Linked DNA regions of Mus musculus: regions 2, 3 and 4 are each linked to region 1. Evidence: chromatin contacts called from public HiChIP or PLAC-seq and promoter capture Hi-C data. All regions are on one chromosome and are shown on one strand. Each heading gives the region's core, a stretch centred on a gene start, on an enhancer-like site or on the middle of the called end of the contact. The rest is flanking DNA. Distances are from core to core; before and after follow the strand shown. Region 1 holds the start of Fsip1 (fibrous sheath-interacting protein 1). Region 2 holds the start of Ivd (isovaleryl coenzyme A dehydrogenase). Region 3 holds the start of Knstrn (kinetochore-localized astrin/SPAG5 binding). Region 4 overlaps Gm32210 (a long non-coding RNA gene).

Evidence for each region. HiChIP or PLAC-seq counts read pairs in DNA pulled down with a chosen protein or histone mark. Capture Hi-C pulls out chosen DNA fragments and counts their contacts.
Region 2: a promoter capture Hi-C map of adipose tissue shows a contact between it and region 1. The contact joins the promoter of Ivd here to the promoter of Fsip1 in region 1. A contact is called at or near these places in 2 of 39 promoter capture datasets (cranial neural crest and embryonic stem cells), 5 of 484 Hi-C or Micro-C datasets (the G1E-ER4 cell line, embryonic stem cells and regulatory T cells), 1 of 115 datasets of contacts at active chromatin or transcription factors (large pre-B cells) and 2 of 9 other capture datasets (adipose tissue and liver).
Region 3: a contact with region 1 is called in an H3K27ac HiChIP or PLAC-seq map of large pre-B cells, with 4 times the contacts expected there. The contact joins the promoter of Knstrn here to the promoter of Fsip1 in region 1.
Region 4: a FOXA1 HiChIP or PLAC-seq map of pancreatic cancer cells shows a contact between it and region 1. The contact joins the enhancer-like site here to the promoter of Fsip1 in region 1. A contact is called at or near these places in 2 of 115 datasets of contacts at active chromatin or transcription factors (pancreatic cancer cells and vascular smooth muscle cells) and 2 of 9 other capture datasets (adipose tissue and embryonic stem cells).

Annotation. Positions count from the first base shown.
Region 1 is chr2:118,253,654-118,260,090 of GRCm38.p6, forward strand. Fsip1 (fibrous sheath-interacting protein 1) reads right to left here and starts at 3,303. Exons shown (of 12, transcript NM_001374672.1): 1 at 3,147-3,303.
Region 2 is chr2:118,858,117-118,864,553 of GRCm38.p6, forward strand. Ivd (isovaleryl coenzyme A dehydrogenase) reads left to right here and starts at 3,878. Exons shown (of 12, transcript NM_019826.4): 1 at 3,878-4,051. The coding sequence starts at 3,905. It overlaps Gm39913 (a long non-coding RNA gene), which reads right to left and starts at 3,738. Exons shown (of 2, transcript XR_866660.2): 1 at 2,883-3,738.
Region 3 is chr2:118,810,181-118,816,617 of GRCm38.p6, forward strand. It overlaps Knstrn (kinetochore-localized astrin/SPAG5 binding), which reads left to right and starts at 3,823. Exons shown (of 9, transcript NM_026412.3): 1 at 3,823-4,129; 2 at 4,221-4,312. The coding sequence starts at 3,921. It overlaps Gm38629 (a long non-coding RNA gene), which reads left to right. Exons shown (of 2, transcript XR_866658.2): 2 at 542-998.
Region 4 is chr2:117,740,526-117,746,962 of GRCm38.p6, forward strand. The region is part of intron 2 of Gm32210 (a long non-coding RNA gene); the gene reads left to right. Among named protein-coding and RNA genes, the nearest start is that of Gm32210, 39 kb to the left of the region's middle. Within about 2 kb of position 3,511, at least 39 of the 459 cell types and tissues checked have an H3K27ac peak or open chromatin away from gene starts, as enhancers often do. A contact at or near this core is called in adipose tissue and pancreatic cancer cells, where this site is marked.

The DNA.
Region 1 (6,437 bases), core at 2,053-4,552:
AACAAACAGACACGCCATGTCCTCGCTCTTCCCCACAAGAACACTCCCGCCACCTCTCCCAGCCAAGACCTGCTCCATCATGATGGTTTGCTAAGGTCTCCTGTCTCCCTCCTCCTGAGCTGACTCTCCCTCCTCCAGTCTTCCTGTTCCACATAAGCCTCAGCCAGCGGGTCTTCCCATCCAACCCTGATGTCTCTCTCCTTCAAGCCACATTTCCTGGAGCCCCTTCCTCCACAGCACTGCCCTCTCTTAATCAGCTCTCCCCTCCGAAAACCCACAGCTCTACTTCTGACTGGCGCAAGAGAATAAAACTTATATCCTTTAACTAGAAGACAGACCTGCATTATGAAGCTGTACTGTGTCCATTTCCTCCTAATTGCTTTATGCAGGACACTATCACAGACTTGTCCTGACCCTAGCTACTTTGTGTCTAGTGTGGATTTTGGAAGTGAGGCTAGCTTAAACTAGGCAGAACAGCTTAAATTGGAAGAAGACAAAGATTGCAGACATATCCTTCTTGATAGATGCCCTTGATAGAGACCGATTTAGACATGCCTGGTGAGTGTGGGACAATATGCACACAGTGAACTAGAAGAAACTGCAAAGATTCCAGCTTAAATATGAATGGATATCTCCTGCCAAATTTTTTCTAAATGCTCGTCATTACATGAAGCATTAGCTTGTTATGTCCTTCTTCTACGAAGTGGCTTGTCTTTCGTGCTATTCGGTGGAACACAGACTCAGAGTCCAAAGAGGCCTTGCACACAGAAAGAAGGACAAACATGAAGAAGCTGAAGCATCTCTTGGACACACTGAGGAATAACAGGGTTGCCCTCCAACTGCCCAATGTGCCGATGCTTCCACTTCAGAGAACAGTCGGTCCACTCTTCCCACTCGGCAACTGAAAAAGGCATTGATGTCAACATTGTTCACACTCTGTAAAAGTGTCTGGGCTCACTCAGGAGAGGCCTGACAGTGTTATTGTGGGATGATGGATCACCCTGGCCCCGGCACATCACCACCAAAAAGCGTAAGTCACTAAAAGGCCAAATGTCTTTTCCATGCCCTATGCTTCCTGTCAAGGAGGACTTACTGCAGCTTGAGAGGAGTGGGGAGCTGGAGGGATGTGGCAGAGCCAATATAATACATCTCAAAAAAGGCCAAGCACGGGGACCGAGCCATGATGTGGATCAGCTAAGACTCCGGAAACCTTTCCATCTGTTTCAAAGGCTGCTCGGCTGCTATTAGGCTTCCTCAGAAACATCGCAAATTAAATAAACCACGGTTCACAGGAAATGTAACTGACAGGCTATCTGTGTATTTGGCCATCTGGAAAAGAAATCGGAATAAAGACCATTGAAATGGGATCTGATAGGTGTATTGTGTGTTTAAGAAATCACTTGTCACACAGAAACTCCATATGAAAAATGAAGAGCTGTACAAGAAAGCAGCCACACGATGTGCACCAAGTTGCATGTGCCCTGAGAATGGATTTACCAACTGCCATGTCTTCCCTGAGGATGTGGGATGGGAGACAGGATCCAAAAGGAGGGTGTAGAAGAATCTAGCCAAGTAGGACATCAAAGAGGGAATCCAGGAATTGATAAATCCAAACAATAGTAAATAAAGCATAATATTTAAGAGTTCAAGGTGGCTGCCTCCAGAAGATGTGACTGGGAACTGCTCAGTTATTTCTTCCATTCTGAATTTTATACCACAGTTTAACATTTGGACCATATCATTTTAATAAAAGTAAAAGCAAAATTTAAAAGTAATGAGTCAATATAAAATATGCAATCTTCCAAGGCCTGGAAGGAAATGCAAGGATAGCTTGCAAAGAAATCAATGATATACTAAGCCAGCGTGGTCCTCACTTGGTAGAACTGTTTGGGAAGGATTAGGAGGAAGTGGTATTTCATGGGCAGAGGAAGCGCCTCCTGAAGTATCAATAGACTCTCAGCTTCCCACTTAGCTCTGCTTTCTACTTTCAGATCAAGATGTGGGCTCTCAGCTGTTTCTGCTTCCGTGCCTTTGCTCCGCCATGATGGACTCTAAGCCTCTGAAGCTGTAAGTCAATTGAAGGCGTTCTTTTATAAGACTCTGGACTAGGAAAGCAGTTGGATGCTGATGAAGAGCTTAAAGAGCATCCTGGTGGGAGGTTAGAAGGCAATAATGCTGAGAGCAAGGCAGACTGCAGAGGCCTACGGACCTCAGGCCATTTCAGGGGAAAACAATACTAGCACCTGGGCGACAGAAGGACAGAACATTCCTGTATTTGGCAAAGAAAGTGGCTGCTTTCTGCCCTTGCCTTAAACATTTGCCTGAGGCAAAACTGAAAAACCATGGATTAGTTTCCTTGGCAGAGAAGATTTCAAGACATGGCTCTCTGACTCTGTTGCATGGTTATTAGTAATCATATCCCGGTCTTATGGAGGTCTACAATAAAAAGGGAAACTGGGACAAAAAGAAATTTTTGTTTTATACATTTCCTCATTTAATGAAACACAGTGCACCAAAAGAATCAAAATTAAAATACCAGTTACTTTATGCTATTCAGTGAAGTAGAGATGTGACCAGATTCTAATGGTAACAAATAACTGCTCATACACGCCAACGTTTTATTACATTTTTTGATCAGCTCGTGTAGATAGTACACGTCCGGTGTGATGAGGCAAAACTGGTTGTGTCTCCAGATTGTTTGCTCCCTGTCTTATTGTCTGAAAGGCCTATTCATAGTCCCCAGGCTGGTGGATGCCCAAAGGTATCTACCTATACGTTTGGTTTACATTTCTTCCATTGGGAAAGCTAAGTCCCAGATCAATGTTTACAAACCCTCTCTCTAGTCTCATTTTTCCTGTGCCACTTTTAAGGACTATGCTACTGACTAGTGCTCCAGACCTCAGTGGGAAGAAGGCTCGTAAGGATGCACTAATGCAGAAAGAGTTTTCAGCAGAGATCACGCCTCTGCCCGGGCAGTAGCTTCTGAGACTCCCAGACATAGCCACGCCCCTGTGGCCACCCCATGCTGGCCTGGGCGAACAGGCCACACCCACAGCCCTCGGGGACAGAGTCCGCCCTCTCACCCTCCTCTGGCACATCAGGCCACACCTCCACCTCGCCCTCTGCCGTGGCCAGCGGCTACCAACCTCTGCCCGTGGTGCGTGCGGCCCCTCAACTTCTCGGTGGGGAAGAAAGCTGGACGCCTAGACACTGACTCTCTCCACTTCCCTTCGAAGGGGACCGGTTTTTCCCGCCACCGCCTCCTCTGTGAAGATGAAAGAGGCAGCAGGAGACCGCTGTCTCAAAGAACGCTGTTGCCCTGGCAACTAGAAGCGCGCAGATCACAGTCTCGCGATAGGTTTAAAGGTCCCGTACCTTCAAGAATTGGGTATTGAAGCCGGGCGTGGTGGCGCACGCCTTTAATCCCAGCACTTGGGAGGCAGAGGCAGGCGGATTTCTGAGTTCGAGGCCAGCCTGGTATACAGAGTGAGTTCCAGGACAGCTAAGGCTACACAGAGAAACCCTGTCTCGAAAAAAGCAAAAAAAAAAAAAAAAGAATTGGGTATTGGGGACCGGAAGTTACAAGAAGACTGCTGTCCTGGTTGGGATTGGAGGGGGTGTGACTGTGGCCCTCCTATAACCTTCTTTTCAGTGAATGTTCTGGGTGGGAATGGTTTGTTCATATTCAGGTTGGCCTCTGGAACGAGGATCTCCATGTTTACATAGCTCTCACCGGCTACTAGAATGTTCTACCGACCAGGTGTCCTCTCAGATCAGTTACTTCCCATATCACTATCCTCTCTTCCTTGCAAGACTGATGTGCAACTCAAACAGATCTCGTATGTGAAGGTCTTGTAAAATTTGGAGAGCTGTGTGAGTGTGTGTGTGTGTGTAATACATGTGTATATAATAGCAGTGTGCATAAAGTATAATGTATAATACAGTGTATATATACATATGCGTATATATACATATACGTCCTGTAAAGACTGGGCTGTAGTAGAATAAGAAGGATTATGATGGCAGTATATACCTCCACAGCTACCAATCATTTCTCTGTGTACAGTGCATTAGGGCTCATTGCCTGGATCACCAAACTGATGCTCTTTCTTCATTCTCAGTACCGCGCAACCTCTGCTGCGTTTCAGTCTGAATTGCCCTTGGTTGTTTACAAGGTATTTTCATACTCAGAGCCCCTTTATCCTCATGCTTTGGGGTAAATACAGTGTTTCTCTGGTCTTTTTTCATCAGAGCAAATAAGTATGACTTGAGTTGCCCAAAGATCACAGCTACAAGTTAAGATGGTGCTGAGGGCAAAACCCTGGCTGTGAATACCATCTGGGTGCTATTGATCCTTTGTTTCGGACTCCAGGTCAAATGACTCCCTTGAACCTCATAAGGCATGAGAACCCTCGCAAACTAAGCAGATCAAAATCAAGCCACTTTTCTATAGTCCCCTCTCCCCACTGCAGCCCTTCCTATACCGTCTTCCCCACACCATTCTCCCAGGCTCAGCTCAGCACCTTTGGTACCATCCTCAAGTCGGACATGCTACCAGACCTGCATTCAAGTGTATCTGAATCCAAGTGTTCCTCATATCTGCAAGGTTCCCACCCTCAATTAGATGTTTGTGATACTCTACTAGTAGTTTCCTCAGTGGGAGCTTCCCTTGCACCTCCTGTATACTGAAGGACAGTATCCTACAACGTGTGTTCAGAACCTCAGCCAAATCCTACCAGCCCTCTGCTCCAGGCTCTCCATGACTCTCCACTTAGCGGCCTTTCAATGCCCACAGGTCCTGAATGACCAAACTGTTAACTTACATGTATACACATACATACATGCATACACATACATACACACAGACATATAGACATTTTAAGAAAAAGAACGAAAGAATAATGAGTTCAATTCACAGTAAGTCCTTACCATCACAATTCCCAACCCATGGTATTGATTAAATTACTGGAAGATTTGCATGCTATATGAAAAAAAATGAATGGCTAGACTGGGGATGTGCCTCAGTGGTAGAGTGACTAGTTAGTATGTTAGAGAGCCTGTGTATGATCTTGTGCAGTCCCAAAGGGAGGAAAAAGAAGTTCCTAAGACTGCCTTCCAAAAGTGGACTCTAGATACTGAGAGAAGATTGCATATTTGCTAACAGTCAAAGCACAAAATGTTCCAGCAAATAAACAACTGAAAGTCTCTCTGTGCCTTCAGCACTTCTCAGCTGGGAGTACCCTCGTTAACAAACGAATCAATGTGGGTTTAAGTCAAGATTCATGCCTAGCCAGTGGAGTATCTCCATAAACCACTGTTGGTGGAGGTCACCTATTTAAAAAACAACAACAACAAAGCCTCTCCTGTGGTTTGGACACTGTTCAGGGATATCCTGGTTCAGTATAGCTAAATTACAGTTCTGTGTTCTTTGTTCCCCTCAAAAATGAAACTTCTTTTGACCTTGGTATCAGATGTCTCTTAGTTAACATGATGCTGTTCAATTGCTACCCAGTAATGTTCTCTGCATTTTCCAGAAATTGAATATAAATTATAATTTTTCTAAATATGTCTAAATTTGATCATTTGGATGTGGGTTTTTTCTTTGTATTTGGGTGTTGTTTGTTCTCTGTGGGTGGTGGTGCTGGAGGTGGAAATCTAGTCTCTACACACACAAGGTGCTGGAGATGGAAATCTAGTCTCTACACACACAAGGTGCTGGAGATGGAAATCTAGTCTCTACACACACAAGGTGCTGGAGATGGAAATCTAGTCTCTACACACACAAGGTGCTGGAGATGGAAATCTAGTCTCTACACACACAAGGTGCTGGAAATGGAAATCTAGTCTCTACACACACGAGGGGATATGAGTTCAACCTGAGCAGTATTCCCAGCCCTAATAGTTATTAAACACATGTTTCGGATAATCCTAGTAGTAACTAAGAGTATGAGAGGTGGAAGTATTTTAGGGATAATTTAAGAACCTAGAGGTATAAAAGCAGTCTGTACTTAGCCCATGTGAAAGAGGAACAAAATTCTGCAGTTCAGATTTCCTATTTCTGCATGTTAAAGATCAGCATTTGTCAGGAGCTTGGAAACACAACTTGAAAAACACACAGAGCATACACACACACACACACACACACACAGAGAGAGAGAGAGAGAGAGAGAGAGAGAGAGAGAGAGAGAGAGAGAGAGAGAGATCCTTGTTCTTCTACCTGGACTACAGCTTCCCGACTGTGAGTGGCTTGCTTCCTCTTTTGTGTGACTGCTTCCTGTGAGGGCTTTTCTACCATAAGGCATAAAACAATCATTTATGATCTCACTCCCTAGACTGTGCTATGTTAGCCAGCTTTCTGTTTCAGTGACAAAATGCATGATGAAATGAACTTACGAAGAAGAAAGATTTGCGATGACGGGGTTTTTTGGGAGGGGGTG
Region 2 (6,437 bases), core at 2,628-5,127, 610 kb after region 1:
TCTCCAAGCATGAGATTCCTCGGGTGTGTGTGTGGGGGTGGGGGATTCCAATTTCTCCACGTCCTTTCTTTCAATAATCTGGCAACCAAAAGCAAGGGTACAAGTGTCTCTTTTGAAAATCTCCGTTCCTCCTAGGAGTTAAAAACAAAAGAGAGCCCTGAAACTCTAGGATGAGGTCTCTGTCTGACCTCTGTCTCCGAGGGTTCTCCAGCCAGCAGCAGCAGCAAAGCTGGGCAATACTTGACAATGTCTAAGCACTAAGAGCATGCTTTTCTTTTCTTTTCTTTTCTTTTCTTTTCTTTTCTTTTCTTTTCTTTTCTTTTCTTTTCTCTTCTCTTCTCTTCTCTTCTCTTCTCTTCTCTTTTCTTTTCTTTTCTTTTCTTTTCTTTTTTGGTTTTTCGAAACAGGGTTTCTCTGTATAGCCCTGGCTGTCCTGGAACTCACTCTGTAGACCAGGCTGGCCTCCAACTCAGAAATCCGCCTGCCTCTGCCTCCCGAGTGCTAGGATTAAAGGCGTGCGCCACCACTCCCGGCAAGAGCATGCTTTTCTAAGCCTTATATAAAAAAAGCAAAGTAACCCACTTCAGCTACAGGATAGAGGGTAGAGAAGGAAAATGCAGATCCAGGGAAGAGTACAGTCCACAAGCAGAACTCTTCTTTCTTTCTCTCTCTCTTTCCTTCTTTCTTTCTTTTCTTTCCTTCTTTCTTTCTTTCTTTTTTAAAAAACTTTTATTATTTATAATTGTGGGCATGTGTGTGTGTGTGCCTATGCCTGGTATGTGCACATGAGTGCAGAGATGTAAAATGCCAGAGGCCAGAGGCCTAGGAGCCCCTGGAATAGGAGTCACAGGCAGCTGTGAGCTGCCATTTCGGTCCTAGGAGTGGCACTCAGGTCCTGTAGGGAGGTCAGCCAGCACTGATTGCTGAGCCATCTGTCTCCTCAGCCTCACAGGCTGAGCTCTTGTTTCTACATTCGCTCTGGTTTATAGGTTAGCAGGTTGCAGAGGCCCCACCAATCAATCAGCTCTGGTAGCTTTCAAAGTTTCAACGTGAGTAGTTTAGTTTTACCTGTGACTGCTAATTAACTTGCTTTCTCTCCTCCCTCTACCCTCTGATCCTTGAAATTAAAATGTGAACACATCAGAATCTTATCCTCTTGGCCAGAAAGCTCTGGGTTATGTCCTTCTAAAGACAGAACCCTAAAAACATTTGGGAGATGAGCTGAAATTGGCAAATAGCTATTTATGCTGTGAAAGTAAGACGGTCCAGTCCCAAAGCGGCTCACCAGAGGGAGCATGAGGCTTTAGTCCCTACCCTCACCTGCAGCTTCCAGGCAGGGTGCTCAGTCAAGAGGAGACAAGAACCCAGCTCTCCCTTCTCTCATTCCCGGCAGGAGACCCAAGGATGTCTGGGAAGCTGTTTGGGGCCCCTAAGGTGCCGGGCGTGGTGGCGCACGCCTTTAATCCCAGCACTCGGGAGGCAGAGGCAGGCGGATTTCTGAGTTCGAGGCCAGCCTGGTCTACAGAGTGAGGTCCAGGACAGCCAGGGCTACACAGAGAAACCCTGTCTCGAAAAAACCAAAAAAAAAAAAAAAAAAAAAAAAAAAAAAAAAAAAACCTCTGTTCTCATCAGCAGGAAAGAGTCCACTCCATAGTGCTTCCCTCTAACTTCCTTGTGCACAGTGTCACACAGTCTACAGGAGCTGCACTCACAGAAACCATAATAATAACCCAAAGAAAGGAATACGAATGTTACTTCCAGAGAGAAAAGGAACAGGAAAAGATGGGATGCTAAAGGTTTTCGGGTTTTTTTGTTTGTTTGTTTTAGCATTCGAATGTATTGTCAATATTTTTAAATAAAATTCTCAACAGACTGGTGTAGAAGCTGTTAAAATAGGGGTGAGGTGGTAGAGCCTCCTCTATTACAAGTATTTTCATTGCTCTTTGAGCTTCTGGCCCATATTTCCTATAAAGCAACGCTTCACATCCCACACGGAGGTCAGTAACGAAGACTCAAGGTTCCCTCATTCTGTAGAGGGGAGGCTGAGGAGAGACAGAGCAGCCTTAGCTGTAAAACCCTTCATTACACCCATTCTCTTGTCTCTCAAGAGATCTAGGACAATCTCAAAATATCTAAAGAAGTCACTTCAACCAGAGTAGAAATAAGAGGAATGTGATTTTGTGTGTTTTCATTTTTATGCTTTTACTGGTCTCTTGTAGCCCAGGCTGGCTTTGAACTCCAATCCTCCTGCCTCGGTTTTCCAAAGGCTGAGATTATAGGTGTAGAAGCTGCTCTGTGATTGGTTTTTGACCTATCTTTAGGGAGGGCTCAGAATGCAGCTCTTTCCAGTTGTGGGAGGGGCTAAATTAGAATGTGAGACCAGGTAGGAAAAGTCAGATGTGGTAGGGACAACTAAAAATGAGCATGTGGCTCTGAGTGCTATGCCATATAATTAAGTATGCAATCATTTTTATTATAATTTTGATTGCTGGGGTTGAACCAAAGCCTTGGGTACTCAAGTGGATGCCTTACATCGCACTGTACCCCCTGCCCAGTGAATATGCCTCATGATGACATTGTAGTGGGGAACACTGTTCTCATTTTCAGGTGATAAAAGACACAGCAAGGATCCAAGCAATGTGTTCAAAGCCCCCTTCCTGGACAGAAGTGGAAAGGGGATTAAGAGATAAGAGCCTGGCTCCTGTCAGTCTTTCTTCTTCTGGACACAAAAGACAGATCTCCCCTCAAAGGCACTAAGTTTATTTTAAGCCAATACGAATAACCATGACATGAGCAAAATTCGGGTTGCCCTTAATGACGTACTCCAGTGTGGAATAGCTACAGGATATGTTCTTAGCCACAAAACCAAAGACTGTACTTACCAAAGACCTTGTGCCAACACTGGTCGGTGAGTTACTCCAGGGAAATCTCTGATATTATCTGATGACATACTTAGATGACATACAAGATGTTCTTGGTTTGTACAAGTTAGTAGTCTGCTAAATGAATAAATTCCAGGTGGGTGTTATCCACTTGTAGTGGAAGCACTCGTAAGAGAGAGGCAGGCAGATCTCTTTTGAGTTCAAAGTCAAAAAGTTCCAGGACAGCCAGGGCTACATAGAGATCCTGTCTCTGATTAGTGAACTAATTTAAAATAAAATTTCCTACCTGATGGTCAAGAATACTGGGTCAGTTAGGTGGGTTGGAGATAAACGGCTACTTAAAGGAACTAAAGATACTCAAATATAATTTTGGCTGTGAATCTGCAACAGCCCAACACCCACAATCACAAAGTTCTAATTAGTTTGCAGAATCTTCACTCAAGTGATTTTTTTCAGGGAACCCCAAACACCATTCTTCTCTTCCTGCCCTGTCACCCCAATAAGAAAACGTTCTTACAGAATCCGAGGGCAGAGAATCCTGGGCAACCTCTTTCGCTTAAGGAGGAACCAAAACCTATTACATAACAAAGCAAATTTTGCTGTTTTCAGTCAGTGGGGACTCTAGAACAAAAGATTCTTTAACAGACCTTCACACCTCCAGATCTGTTTGGACAGTTTATCCCTCCACATTAGGCATCTGCGTTGGAGTACTTGCTTTCCCACAAAGATAGTCTTGTGCCGTTCAAGATTAAAATCTTAACACGAGATACTACTATACTTTCTTGTATGCAAGAAAGACACTTAGGAAACAAGTACGGGAGGTAGCCAGCACAGGAGCCAGGGCTGGCTGCCGCCTCTCGGCTGATTGGCTTGCATGGTTGCAAGGGCAGCAAGGCCTTCGGCTGGCTTCCGAGAACGATTGGCTACTGAAGCCCCACCCCCTCCCTGATTGGACAAAGTGTTGAAACTAGGATTGGTGGAGCGTAAGCTAAACCAGTCCAAGCTCCTGGTGCACCGCAGAGATGGCGACTGCAATCCGGCTGCTGGGACGGCGAGTTTCCAGTTGGAGACTGCGGCCATCACCGTCGCCCCTCGCTGTCCCGCGGCGGGCCCACTCGATATTGCCTGTGGACGATGATATCAACGGGCTAAACGAGGAGCAGAAGCAGGTAGGAAGGCCGGCCCCAGGACATGTCCCAGGTCTTACCCAAGTGACTTGTGCCTGCCAGGCCTTGGAAGCGTTTCGTAGAAGCTAGGGAGAGGAACTGCGCGCCCTCTCCCTACTAATATTTGAGGGAGACAGCAAGACAGGGGGATTCCTGGCTTTGAACTCCAGCTAGGAGGAGATAAAAGAGTAAGGACCAAACCTGGAAGACTGGTGGTGTTTGGGTGGGCAGATTGGTTGGCCCTACTTCTAGTGGCTCTCATGAATCTGAAAACACTTACACCCCAACCTGTTCTCTCTCTCTCTCTCTCTCTCTCTCTCTCTCTCTCTCTCTCTCTCTCTCTCGCTCACTCTCGCTCTCCTTCTCCCTCTCGCTCTCCCATTCTCCCCTTCCTTGGGGTCTCAGTATGTATAGCTTTGGGTGGCCTGGAAGGCATTAAACTAGTACTTGAACTCTACTAGTGAACTCTTGCTTTTGCCTCAAGAGTGATGGGATTAAAGGCATGGGCCACCATACCTGGCTTGTAAGCAATGGTTCTCAACTTATGGTTGAAGTTACGCATGACCCATAGCTACCAGGGCAATTTGCTTTTTCAATGGAAGACTTTAAAGAATTCTGAAATGCCATCTTAAGTTTGTTTTCTTCCCCTCTTCAAGGCATAATGCACAAAGCTGAAAAAAAAAAAAAGAGCTTGGTTGCTGGGCAGTGGTGGCGCACACCTTTAATACCAGCACTCGGGAGACAGAGGCAGGTGGATTTCTGAGTTCGAGGCCAGCCTGGTCTACAGAGTGAGTTCCAGGACAGCCAGGGATACACAGAGAAACCCTGTCTGGAAAAAACAAACAAACAAAGAGCTTGGTTAACCTACTCTTATTGCTAGGTTTAACTCTCTTCCCTAATCGAAGCCAATGAATAATTTCCAGGGATGCCTTGGGTCCTGCCTATCTATCTATCTATCTATCTATCTATCTATCTATCTATCTATCTATCTATCTATCTAGATATCTAGATATCTATCTAGATATCTATCTAGATATCTAGATATGTATGTATATGAAGCAACTGCTGTAGATTGCCTAAGAGATTGCTGAGGAGTGATGGTTTCACACACAGTGTGTCTGAGTCAGATGCTATACCAAGGGCAAGTATTGCTATGAATAACCTTAGTGGAGGAAGGGAGTGGAGCCCCTAGGCACCTTCTGGAATTCTAAGAAAGAAAGAAAAGTGAAGAACCAGGGTACAGTTACAATCAAATCAAACCCACACTCCATCAGAGTAAATAACTCAATGTCCAATATCTAGGGTTAATCATGACCTTCTGGGCTCCTCTAAGGGGCTTGAGTCACTTCTCCAGCTCTGCCCTCTACAGCCCACACAGCTTGTCTTCTAAGCTCTGGTAAGCACCACCTCCTGCTGCTGCTGTTCTTGGTGGCCCTCCCGTGGTACTGGTTATCTCCAAAATGCTGGGTCTCTGCTGCAGCTGAGCTGGACTTCTATTAGTAGCCTCTTCTGGGATCTCCTCATGGTGCCAAACTTCTGCTTTTCTGCATGGCCCCTTTAATCCTGGGGCATTAAATGTAATCCATGACCCTTTACCAAGAGCCTGCCTCTCTTGGCTTCTGACAATGTCAAGTCTCAGCTACTCTCTATGACCCATTCGTACCTTTAAAACCAGCAGCACCTGGAAGACTTATGCTTGATCAAGTTCCGCTGTCAGCACAGTGCAGCCTTAGCTATCTCTGTAGCACAGCTTCTGAGTGCTAACTGAGGAAACACCTCCCAGAAGATTTCACCTCAGGGATGCTGGTCTCTTCCCAAACAACACTCATTTCTCAGCTCCAGCATCAATTTCAAAGCTCCAGTTTTGCTGTCAAAGCAAAGGTTTCACTTTAGTGGTTCTGGTCTTTTGTTAATCAGAACTGACTTTTCAGCACTAGCTAATCAGGACCATAAATTCTTAACTCCAAATATGAAATGACCCCAGTAGAGTCTTCGAGTGACTCTCAAACTTCCTTCCAGAACTTCACAAGCCAGGCCTCCATCCTCTGCATTTCTCTCAACAATTTTATGTCCCACAGAATAGCTCACTAAGCTTTGAAAACGTAATGACTTCTAGTTCAAAGTTCCAGAGTCCTTCCACAATCCTCCCCAAAACAACATGCTCAGGTCTATCACACACACTATCCTGGTACCAATTTCTGTCCTAGCTAGAATTATAATTGCACTGACAAAACACCATGACCAAAAGCAACGGGAGGAGGGAAGAATTTGTTTGACTTGCAGCTCCGCATCTTAGTCCATCACTGTAAGAAGTCAGGACAGGAATTGAAACAGCGCAGGAACCTGTAGGCAGGAGCTGATGCAGAGGCCATGGAAGGGTACTACTGCT
Region 3 (6,437 bases), core at 2,573-5,072, 560 kb after region 1:
ACAACCATTAGATATAAGCAGTTTCCTCAATCCATAATTTACCATCATATAGATCATATTTTGGTGGCTGATTAAGATGCAAATACCTTAAGAAAGTTGTTTGATGAAGTAAAGAGAATTTTACCTTGCTGGGGATTACAGATTGCTCCTGAAAAATCTACAAAGATTCTATTAATTATCTAGACTATAAAATGGTTCTACAAAAGACTCGACCACAGAAGATACAAACCAGGAGAGACCAATTACGAAATCTTGGTGTTTTTCAAAACTTGTTGGAAGGTATTAATTGGCTATGGCTTACAATTAGATCAATTACTCAAGAGTTACGCAATTTATCTCAAACCTTATAAAGACTTAAAGAGTTCAATTTCAAAATTATTAGCTGAGGCTGATTGAGAATTAGGTTCAGTAGAAAAATTTACAAGATTCACATGTGGACTATTTAGATCCACAGATGGCTTGCATTTTAGTTATTTTGTCTTCTATTCATTCTCTCCATTTGGAATTGGTTCTAATGCTTTGTCTTAATTCTGCTCCCCAGATCAGGAATCTTTCTGTCCAGATGCTGAAGGTCCTTGCAGGGGGTATGGAGCCTGCTTCCTGCCACCTGTCCCAGGCCCACGTGCCACGCAGGGCTGTGTTGTTGATTTTCAGCCTTTGCACCAAGTCTCTCTTCATGCCAAGCCTCTCTGCACAGAGGCAGGTTTTTCCTGCAGGTATACTCTGGTTTCCCAGGGGCTGCAGTGCCTGGGACTGAGAGACCCCGCCGAGCACTGTCACACACATGGGAAGTGCCTGAGGCTCCAGTTAGCAGCTGCTGCTGGTGCCCTTTGCAGGGAAGTGCATTGAGAAATTTCTTTCTGAGAGAGGCTTTCCCATGCCCTTTGGACTACTTACTGGCTGTATGTGATTGTTAGGAGATTTGTTGTTGTTGTTCTTTGTTTGGCAGCTGCATTTCTTAACCTCTTAGTATTAAAATGACAGAGTTATAGCTGAAAGCTGTTTTGTTTTGTGGGGAGGGTTGGTGTGGTAACTTCTCTCAGGTTGTTTGGGTTCTTCTATGCCCCACATAAGATGCTCCAAATATAAATTATTAAATTATAATAATTAAGCAACCCCTGTCTTGCTTCCAAATTAATGAAACTCAGACTACGATTTATTTATAATAGTTTTGGGGCAATTACCGGGGGATTGCCCCCAATCTATTTTCCTATATACTAGATTGTCTACTTCCCCAGCTGTGCTCCCCAAATACTTGTCATCTATGACTTCCTGGGTAATTTCTGTTCCACCAGCCTATCCTGTTGGAGACTGGTTCTAATGATTTGATCCAATCGGGAAATCTGCGTGTCCAAACGATAAAGGTCCTTGTCCCCATTTGGTTTGACCAATAAATGCCAGCATCTGATGGCTGGGCAAAGGGAGACAGGGTGAGACCCTTAGAGTTGTGAGGACTAGGGCGCAGTGGGGGAAAAGTCGATGAAGTGGTGGGAGAAGGATGGTCGTTGTAGGAAATAAAGCCAACCAGCCATGGGAGATTTTAGGTAAGTGGCCACTGGTCACTTCCAGGATTGGGCCTAGAGTAGCAGGCAGAGGATTAGAAGTGTCCTGCCTTTGAGTATCCAAGGCATCTTAAAATTAACTGGTGTGTGCGCGTACTCCTGGGCAGGTAGGTGGGCAAATGCATGGGTGCCATCTGCCAGGAGCCCAAACTCAATGTTAAACTATCCTCAGGGTCCATTTTACTTGGACACAGGCTCCTGGTCCATCCTATCTAATGGAGACCTCCTGTTCTATCCATCTTCTTCTTTCTTCCCTCTCCTTCCTCATCATCCCTGCCTGCAATCCCCAGCCCAGTAACTAAAACTCTTGTCTATTTCTAGTCACCTGAGTAATTGGCTGTAGCCATTTTTCATTGAACCAATAATTCGTGTATGTAAGAATCTGCTCATTGGGGGTAACCACATCTTGGGGGCCAGTATTTAGCATTTGAATACACAGCAGCACCGGACCAACTCCCATCACATTAATTAATCAACCCCATAGGCATTAATTCATAAATAAATTAGACTCAGTGTCATTATTTGGGTACTGGGGCAGGCATAGAAAATTCCAAATGGTTACCAAAAGAATAGGAAGAAAATGACTTTAAGGGCTCTACCAAGAAAAAAGTCTGGTCCATGTCTTTAATCCCAGGACTCCCAAGGTACAAATATATCTCTGTGATAGATCATAGGTAGGTAGTTCTGGATCTTTGTGAGTTCAAGGCTAGCCTGGTCTATGTAGTAAATTCAGAACAGTCAGGACTACATAGTGAGCACCTGTAAAGGAAGGAGAGAAGAGGGGTGAGAGAGAAGAGAGGAGGTAGAGGATAGGATAGAGAAAGGAGAGAGGAGAGAGAAGGATAGGATAGAGAAAGGAGAGAGGAGGATAGGATAGAGAAAGGAGAGAGAAAAAGGAGAGAGGGGAGAAGAGGCAGAGGATAGGATAGAGAAAGGAGAGAGAAAAAGGAGAGAGGGGAGAAGAGGCAGAGGATAGGATAGAGAAAGGAGAGAGAAAAAGGAGAGAGGAGAGAGAAGATAGGATAGAGAAAGGGGGACGGGAGAGAGAGAGAGCAAGTTAACTGTCATTGGTTACTGTGTGGGTTCTTTCACCCTCTCCACCCTTTCAACCCCCTAACACTAGATAGGAGAGAATAAAAGAAAGAGGAGAAAGGACATTATCTTTAGACCACTTCCTGCTGCTTAGGGGCATTGAGTTCCTTGGGGGCAAGTTTGATCTTCACTGTCAGGGTATGTAATTTCTTCTTGTTCTTTCTTCTTTGCACATGACTACTTAACAAAGTGTGACCAACCATAACCAACAGCAAGCAACCAACAACCCACACCATTTCTCAGGGCCCTAGCATTTATATACCCTCTAAAAAGTTCCCAAAGTCCAAACATAACACCATCGCACTCTGATAGAGCACAAGGCACATCATAGTCAGTTGCTGTGAACTGTCTGAAGCAGCCCCATATCCCACACCAGGGATTAAAACAAAACCACATTTTCATAAAAGAAATCAAAATGCCAAAATTGTCACCATGGGGGGGGGGAGATCCATTTCTACCTTAAAACTTAACACTTCTCATTGTTCCTGAGATTAACAACTCCTTATCTTTCCTGAATCAAACACACCTAAATCTTATTATTTAAATAAGGTTTTGCTGTTCTGTAGCTCCTACTGGCCTGGAATGTAGCCTAGGCTAACCTTAAAGACAGGGCAATTCTCCCGTGGCAGCCTCCTGAGTGCTAGAATCACCACTGTGGACCACTAGGACCTCAGTCTTTCCGATTTATACTGGTTCTTTGCTTTTCTCTCTTATAGCATCTTTGTTTTCCCTTCATTATCTTCCCATGGATGGTAAATGTGTGTTTGCAGTTGTCTGTTTAGTGTGTTTTCTGGATTATAAGCTCCAAGAGGGCAGAGCTAAAGTCAGCCCTTCTATATACTCCCCTTACCCCATCACCCTCTTAAATGTCCAGCACCAGGCTGCTGCTCCTTTTGTATTTGTGTTTTCAACGTGACGACTGAAAATCTGCCTTGTTTTGTATGAGTAACTTTAATTTGTAATTAAATCTGCATGCGGGTTTTTAAGCACATTAGCTATTTCAGCCCACTGGTGTCCTTCAAGTAGGCTCTCCTGCTCTTCACCTGGTAGTTTCTATTCAGGCCACCTGTATTCCTGGCAGGATCCTTAGCAATCAAAGACCAAATAAAGAGGATTGTGACTTGACGCTAGGCGAGTTCACGTGTCTGCCTTCTGGCTGGAATGTGACAGCTTGGCTCAATAGCTCCATTCAAGCCAGCCCAGTGAGTCCCTGGCCCAGCCTCGACCAGCAGGCTGGAGCAACTCTGCTCGAACCTTCCGTACAGCATGGCGGCTCCCGAGGCCGAGGCACAAGAGACAGCCTTCCGTACAACAGGGCCGCCTACAGACTCGGAGCCGCGCCCCTTCCCTCCCAGCTCCCGGAAGTTTCCTTTTGAAAGCGCGGCGGCAGACTCTAACGAGGACTGGGCAGTTGCTGCGGAGCATTATTTGAAAGGGAGCGGAGAGAACGGCGGATGGGAGCAGCCGGCACCGGGGTTAAGCTCTGCGGGATGTGTGCGGGTGGAAGGACGGGCGGGCTGGCGTGGCGGGGCTCTGGCGCTGCTAATATCCGTCTTGCACTTTCAGGGTCCAGCCAAGCCACCCGGCTACGATGGCCAGTGCTAAGACGGTGTGCGATGCGCAGCCTCACTCGATGCCGAGCTGCGGCTTGCCCGCAGGTGGGTGTCCACACCTCCACCAGCCGGGGGGTCTGTAGTCTATATGCTAGGACTAAGAAGGACGAAATCTGTATGTCGGGGCGGCGTCCGGTTAGCTCTGACATCCTCCTGCTCCTCACCCCAACTAGGCTGTGTAAGAGAGTCCCTGTTCCTATTTCTGACCCAGCCCCCTTTTGCGATTACCAAGGTTATGCAGCGCTATGCAGCCCAGGCTAGCTTGGGGCACACAGAGATCCTGCCTCTGCCTCCTGAGTGCTTAAAGGCTTGTGTCACCATGCTCAGTGCTTGGCCTCCCTTTTTTCCTTTTTTTTTCTCCCCCCCGCTCCAGCCCTTCCCTCCCGCCCGCCTTTTTTAAAAGCTAGGTTTCACTCTGTAGCCCTGTGTAACGTTAGCTTTCAGCAACATTCCCACTTCCGCTCCGAAATGCTGAAATTACAGGCCCACTGCCACCACACTTGCCTCTCTAGAACCCCTTTTTTTTTTTAATTGTGTGCATGTGGTGCAGGGGGGGCTTGTGCATATGAGCTTAGGTGCCCATCGAGAGTCAGAGCCTTGATCCCCTAGACCTGGAGTTACAGGCGGTTGTGAGCCACCTTATATTGGTGCAGGGAACCAAACTCCAGTCCTCTGGAAGAGTAATTTTCCCTTTTAACCTCTGAGTCATCTCTTTAACCCTAGAAATTGCTTTTAATGCAGTTATCCTTTTTATTTCCAGGTAAAGATTGGTTGTCTTAAGATTGGGGAGAAAACTCCAGGGTTCCTTGTTCACATTAGCAGGTGCACAGTGGCTCTCCCGAGCAGACCATCAATATATGTTGAGTGGAATGAGAGAGATGAGCCCGGCCCAGACAGAGTTACTGAGAACCTTGAGAGGAGAGAGAGGCTGAAAACAATTTGTAGCTGCTTTTCTGTCTTGGTCTGTGCTGCTTTTCTTGTGGTTGACAGTCATCAGGTGAGGTCTGTAGTGATTGTACTGCCTCACGTGGCGATTATAGCACAGAAGATGGTCCTGGCGTTGGGCGGCTGTTAGGAGGGCTTAGGAGCATCCTTTTACCGTCCCTTTCCAGATGATTCCGCGCAGCGGATCGGAGAACAGCGGCAGGCAGGCTTGGCCTCAGAAGTGAAGTAAAACAGGCTTTTCCACCAGGCTTAAAGGTTTATTCTCTTTGCCCTGGGTATCTCAAGACATCCTAGTGCCATTAGCAGAAGCATTGCTTAAGGAGTGGAGGCAGGACTCTGCAGCCTTCTGCTGCTGCTTCTCCACCCCGCCCGCCCCCCCCCCCCCAACACACACACACACACACACACACACCTTCCTCACAGTGCCCTGGATAGCTGGCAGTGACAGCCTTCCTCACCAAACTAAAGTTTTCATCTCTGTTTGCAATCCCACCCCAGCTTCATGGTCATGTGTAGTGCAATAGCTAGCTGTGAAGTTTTTAGGTTGTCTCCACCTACAAAGGGAAAACAGCTAGGAAATGAAGGTGGGTGTGGTACACACCTGTCAGTCAGTCATCCTAGCGATTGCTCTAGATATCCAGGGAAGGGGATGCACGTGTGCTCCAGGCCTGCTTGGTCAATGTAGTGAGCTGCAGGTTATACAGCAAGACCCTCGGAAGAGGGGCTTGAATAAACAAGCTTGACAAACTTTCTTCTTTTACACCAGCCATCTAATTCTCCTTAGCATCTCTCTTCTTAGGAGACCATCATAAGTTCTACTGATGGCTCTTCCCTACAGCATAGTCCTCAGGGTTCCGCAGATACAGATTGTTGAAGCTGGTTGCAGTTAATGAATTAGTTTTTAATTTATTATGAACTCTAATTACATGGACTAGATATATTACTGTATTTAACTTACTACTACTTGAGTTGACAAGATAATACTACAAAGTTACTTCTTCTAACAGATACCTCGGAAGAACCCATTTAATAATTGCATAGTGTTAGGAATATTGAAACTAAATTTCTAATGTCCTGTAAATTGTACCTATAAGCAAAATGAGTTGAGGAACTATATTTACTCCAAATTAATGTGCAGCAACTTATTTGAATAAACTTTTTATTAAATACAAAGTGCTCTACAGTATGATTCAGCACTATACCTCATTTCTTCAACTTAGTAATT
Region 4 (6,437 bases), core at 2,261-4,760, 510 kb before region 1:
CTTCCTTCTCCATGAACACTTTATTCCCCTTACTGGCAATACTAGTCACTGATGAACATAAGAGTTTTGTTAAATCTTAAGATATCAGTGCCTCCCATTCACATTACATCTCTTGACAAAGAGACTAGAAAACAAAAGCAATGACCACCACCCTGTAGGATAAATGAATATGAATTTTAGAACGTGGTAAGGCTGCTCTATCATGAAGGGTTAGGGAAGAATAAATTTGGTCTGTTGGTTCTCATCTACCCTATGTTGACAGTAAACTGGCAAACCCAGTAGAAGGACATGGTGACTGGGGTGATGAAAGTCTAAGTTGTCCTAACACAGAGGCTACCAGGAGAAGCAGTAAATCTAGCCAACTATGAAGAAATAAAAATAGGCAAGTTTCAGTGGTAGCCAAGAAGCTAGCCTTTGTCCTAGAGAAAAAGATTCTGCCACTTGTCCAGGAAAACAGTTCTAGATGAGCTGAAGAAGGGAAGAAATGGGAGCAGAGCATGACAGGTCACTTAGAGATATCCAAAGGATTCTGTGTGTCCAGATCTCTCACTTCTCCAGGTACTAGCAGTGCTCCTTGTTGGTGGCTCCTACTGAGCCTCTTCTCAGGAACTGACTTACAACAAAGGGAACTACCTCAGTCAGGCTCATGCTCTTCCACAGGGGCTGTAATTGTTCAGTATTGTTTGTAGAAGGGCTACATAGGCCTGAGCCCTATTTTATGTTCATTTCAGATATTCCATAAGGTCTTACTGAGTAGTATGGCTCCCAGGGGCAGTGGCTAAGCCTTAGCAGTGACCAACTTTCACTGGGCTCAATGCCTCCCTCTGCCCAATCCTTCTGCCTCTTACATTCCTTTACACATGTTGATTTCAAACACCTATACTGGGAAAGTCTCTCTCTCTCTCTCTCTCTCTCTCTCTCTCTCTCTCTCTCTCTCTCTCTCATAGACAGAATATTGCAATAAACTCTTCAGTCATCCTTCATGCATTCCTTCTCCATAAAATTTTATTCTATTCAGTAAAAAGTTTTAACCTCAAACGTAGGGCAGGTAATATCCTTATCTCTCTTTAAATACCAAGTCCTTACAAGGGATACAGGCTCCACCCCGCAGCCTCTTTGGTGTCCCCCTTAGTCTCTCCACTTCAAGATCTCCCCACTGACCTGCCCTTGTGAAGCATCTCCCTAGCTCAGATCCTTGGACTTCTTATTTCCTCTGCCAGTATCACATGGTCTTCCATCTCTCTTCATTCAGATAGTTGAGCTAACACTTTATCAGAGGGTCAGATGGGTCCACTTTACAAAGATGTTCTCTGTTCCCACTTGTTCAATTTCCCTCCATAAACTTTACCACTCTTTAGTGGCCTCTTATTGGTTGAATGAGGGCTATATGTAGATTATGGAGGTAATTCAGAGACACACTATATACTTTTTATGAATGGTGAGGGTTGTATCTCCTGTGTGTGTGCATGCACGTGCACACACACAAGATACAGTTATATTAGCAGACATTTAGCAAACAATGGCTGAATAAATGTCTGGAATAATGTATAAATAGAGAGTATACTGTGACTACAGATATCTAAGTATTAGTTTTTCCAAACAGAAGAATAAGACAATTTGAAAATATTTTGCTAATGACCTCCTTCTAGACTGGACTGAATCATATCCCTGAGTAATCTGTTATAATCTTTTATTTATTGATATTCACAGGCTAAAAAACGTTCCAAATAGTCAGGCAAAGCACAGAAATGTTGTGAAGGAAGGATTGATTCAACGTGGCTATGTCTTGATTTTCTTTTGTTTCGGATGCTTGCTTTATTTTATTTTTAATAGTGGTGCTCATCATGTATCTACACCTGGAAGTCAAGAGTTCAGATACAAGTCATCTTTGCCACTACAGCCAAGAGGCAAATGAGACATGAGACATGGTTCATCAAAAGAGCTCAGACTGGACTTGTGTCATTCAGAACTTAGACTAATTACTAGAAATGTACTAACATTCAGATATTATGTAGAAGAGACTAAATATAGAAAAACAGGAACCTTTGGATGATTTATGGGAGCAGGGGTTACTTGGCCTTGAGATAACCTCACCATGACTACAATGCTGAGACCACTTCCACTATGGCTGTTGTCATAATCCTTCCAGTTGTATGCCAGGCTTTGGTAGGTAAAGTCTGGCTCTAAAGATGCTCTTGATTTCTTTGCTTGACATTGAAATTCCAAGGTAGTAGTGAAAGACCCTATGGGGCTTTCTCTGTTTTACTGGTAGAATACCAGTATTATCTGGGTACTCAGAGGGTAAGAACCCATATATGTGTGTTGTACAAATATGACAATCCTTACTCCAGGGATGCTGAAATTATGGAAACTATTTAGTTGATAGAGCTGGATGCCTCAGCAATCTCAACCTAGTGCGAAAGGCCTGGGTGATTCCTGGAGAGCCAATGGCCTTTATTTCATGTTAGAATGTGAAAGATGCTGAGATCCCATGTTAACAACAATAGCAACAATAACAATAACATCAACAACAACAATTAGCAGCAGCAGTTCAACAAGGCAAATGAACTCATAGGTAGAGAGATGAATTTGCCAAGAAGATGTAAACAGAAGATTTTCCACCAGTCCTCCTTATAGCTCAGCCACCATCCAGAAACCACACATTTATGATGGGCCTTTTCACTTCAATTAACTTAATCAAGAAAATCACCCAGAAGTGTGCCCAGAGACTTGCCATTCTAGATCCAGTTATGAAGATTAACCAAGATTAACCATGACAATGCTTATTTCACTGGTACAAGTATATTGTACCCAGTACCTACTTGGGCAGTCATAATCTTTTAAACACCCATTGGCAAGCAGGTAAAATAAACAGTAAAAATGCATGTCCAATGTAATGGACATTCTCCAGCCAATGTGTGAACAGGGAGGAACTTAAAATTGGGGCTATTTCTTTGCTCTGCAAGAATCTAGTTCAGTGTGGACATAGATTGGGGTGGAACAGAGACAAAAGAAGTTCTATTGAAAATTAGTAGTGTTCACTGTCCCCAAGGCACTTATCATTTGTCATCTCTTTCACTTAACTACATGAAGCTGGATTCAAAGTCCTTCCAATTTCATGAATGAGGAAATAAATGCCTAGAAGATGAAAGATATATGTTGAGCCCATGGGGATAGTGTAAATGAGAGTTCTGTATAGATTCAAGGCCAAGTTACAGTGCAGTATCACCTTTCTCCATTTATAGTACTCCCTCTAACAACCCTGAGAATCTTCCTCCATCTGTATAGTCACTGTCTCCATTCCCATTTCGCTATATCACTCCATATAGATAGGACCCAGTGTTAAAATTTATGCATATCACATCTCACTGTGCTAAAGAGGTTAGTTCATTTCTCGGAATAGCTGCATAGGAAGGCCTGAATAGTCCTCTGAGAAATGACACAGCTCTTCAGATGCTAGGAGTGGGATGGTGGGGAAATACCAATATCCCTAGTAGGAAAACTTAAGAAGACATTTCAAAAGTCTCTTAGTCATGCATCAAGGAGTGTTGAGAAAGACCAGTCAACTCTGGCTATTTTTGCTACTGAGAAAATGTAAACACTTCTGTATTTGTTTTGTGGTTTCCTAGGTTATCTTTCCCAGAGGGCACTCAGGATTATGTGTGAGGGAGGAAGAAAGGGGAGCCCAGATGGGGCAGAAGGACAAGGGCTGTCTCTTTTTACTGAGAACTTTATGTCACATTAGAAATCAACATGGAGGGTGGCAATGCTGTAGTGAATGTCACCTCGTATAAGTTCTTTCATGCAACTCTTAAGTCAGATTTTATACAAATTCCACAGAATAGAGAGCTCTGACTCTAAGATGAAAACAATGCCTAGAGTTGATAATTCATCTCTTCTCACACTAGTAGTGGGGGTCAAAATTAGCATCCTGCCCCTAAAGCCTAGACTCGCCTGATGAATGATGTATTCCTGTGTAGAGTTTCAGGTTTCCTTTGTTGAAAATTATTTTCCTTGTTATTAAAATGTAAAAGCAGCCTTGAACAAATCCCTATAGTTTTAAAACTGAGACTAGAACTGATGCCAGTACTGAGATTAGATCAGTATTAGAGTCCTGATTTCCTGGAGGAATATCATTTCTACTAGGGAACAACTGCAACAGGAAGTTTGAATGTTAAGAAATGACTATTAGTCAACTGATCAGCAGGTATGTAAAGGAATGTGCAGTGTACTAGGTCAAATGGATGGCTAGAAGGAAGGTATATTCTACTGATAATCTCTGGCTTCTCCTCTGCCCATGCTAAAAGTATTTGAGCAAGGACAGCGAATGGGTATGCTATCAGGGTCTTAGCAATCCACTGACCGATAAAGGTAAAACACATAGCATTGTGGATAATTAGCAGTAGTTAGGAAAAGTGAATACATGTAAGAAAGGCAAGTGACATTGGGCTGTCATCAGCCTCAAAAAAGGATGCCCAAATACAGAATCTACTGTACTGAGCAATGCCTTTGAGAAATTGGTCATGAGCATTGATATTTTCTTTCTCCTTGACTTTGGTCACAAATATGAAGAGGTCTTATTGAATAAGAATTTCTAGAGATGGATATGCATGTTCTTATTACCTGCTTCCAATTCTTGACATAATCAGATCTCCACTCTTTTGAGTCACCTCAACCCCTCATCCCAATGTGGTCCTCACTTTGTCCACATTTTAGATTCAGAGACCCTTTTTGAGAACTCAAATAGAAATTTCTTCTTGAAATTTCTCCAGTGTTTTCAGAACCAAGTGATAAGGTGGAGTCAGACTTCCACACACATTTTTTCCATGAGAAATCAAGTAAGTGAATGAGTGAATGAATAAATGACAGCCTGTTCTTTTATACCTAGCTAAGCATTCCATGTCTTTAGCCCGAGTTTGCAAACAAAGGATGAACACAAGATGTAAAACTGAAGGTGAGGAACAGTTGATGAGGAGATACTGGGGAAAGGAACAGTGAATCCAGTACAGTTAGAGCAGAGGGCCAGGAATACAGAAGAAGGAGAAGGGGAGACAGTAGGTAAAAGGTCACTAAGTACAGTTAGGCTTCATTTTGGCAGGTGATTCAATTCAGTGTTTTGAGTGGAGTGCAGTGTGTTCTTGCCTTCTCTGTGCCTACTCTGTCATGGTTACTTCCTATCATGCTCCTTTTCCTCTCTGGCTCATCCTCAAGACCCTAATTGTGGACCTTCCCCAACATTCTTTCACTCTTCCTGTCTGTCTCTCTTTTCCTTATGAATAATTCATAATCAAATGAATAATTCATTAAAAATTTCATAATCTCTTTCTCATTATCCTATTAATAACTCAAATTCTTATCATCTGTTTTTATCTCTTGCTTGGTTTCCTCAGAACACACTGGTAATCCCCTAGGAATGTGTGATGAGTTGATGATGTGTGGACGTGGGGCTTGGCTAAGCATTCCTCAGACTTTCCTTTTTTAAGCAGCTTTCTGATTAGCACAAGCTTGTCATTCTCTTTAGGGAATGGAGGAAAGGCAGAGCCACATATACACATGCCTTCTCCCAGTTGTTCAATCAACAATAGGCTACAGTATTCAGCAAAGCGATTTTACAGACATAGTTGAGGGCCCAAATAGTTGCTTCTGAGTTCACCCAGAGATTACTTTGGTGTGTTTGCCATTTGTAGAGAATCAGAGATGTCAGTCAAGCATGCAAGCTTTCTCTAGCCCCTGTGGGCTTCACACCTCACATGGAGTCCCTGAGCTGCTGCCTGCCCTTTTGATATATGTTCCTTCCCTGCTCCCTGGGCTTCTGCCTGCATGTGATCTTCCTTTCTAGCTACCCTTTTGTGAATTTGTGCTTACATAGTCATTCTCCATAACTATGTGGCTAGTTTCAGGTAAAACTGTATATATGTGCTATTTGTACACATATCTAACATTTATATGTAGGTGTACATAAATGTTCATATGCATAGAATTCATAGGTGGATAGGTAGAGTATGAAGATGATAGACAGACAAATGATCATTCAAAGAGTGGTTGCTCTTTTTATTCAACTCTGATAAAGAATGTTCCACAAACATATTCAATTTAACTATCCATAATAAAATTCACTTGCTCTTTCCCTCATCCTGTAACCAAACCTACTTTGTTTTCATCAAACTCACGATAGCTCATGTTTGGAATTTGGGAAACAGAAAGACATTTCTTCCTTTTCATCTCTACTGTCAGGCAGCCTCTTCCTTCATACTGGTTTTTCTTTGAAGTTTCTCTTCTTTTATCCTGAGACAGGCTCTCCTCATTTCGTGCTGAGAGATTGTCTTCTTCATAAGATTTGGTTCCCCTGTCTTAATTTACATACTCCTTCAACAATGTTAACTTGCGTCATATTACTTTGTCTGAAAATTTAAAATAAGTTTTCTTTTAATGGCATT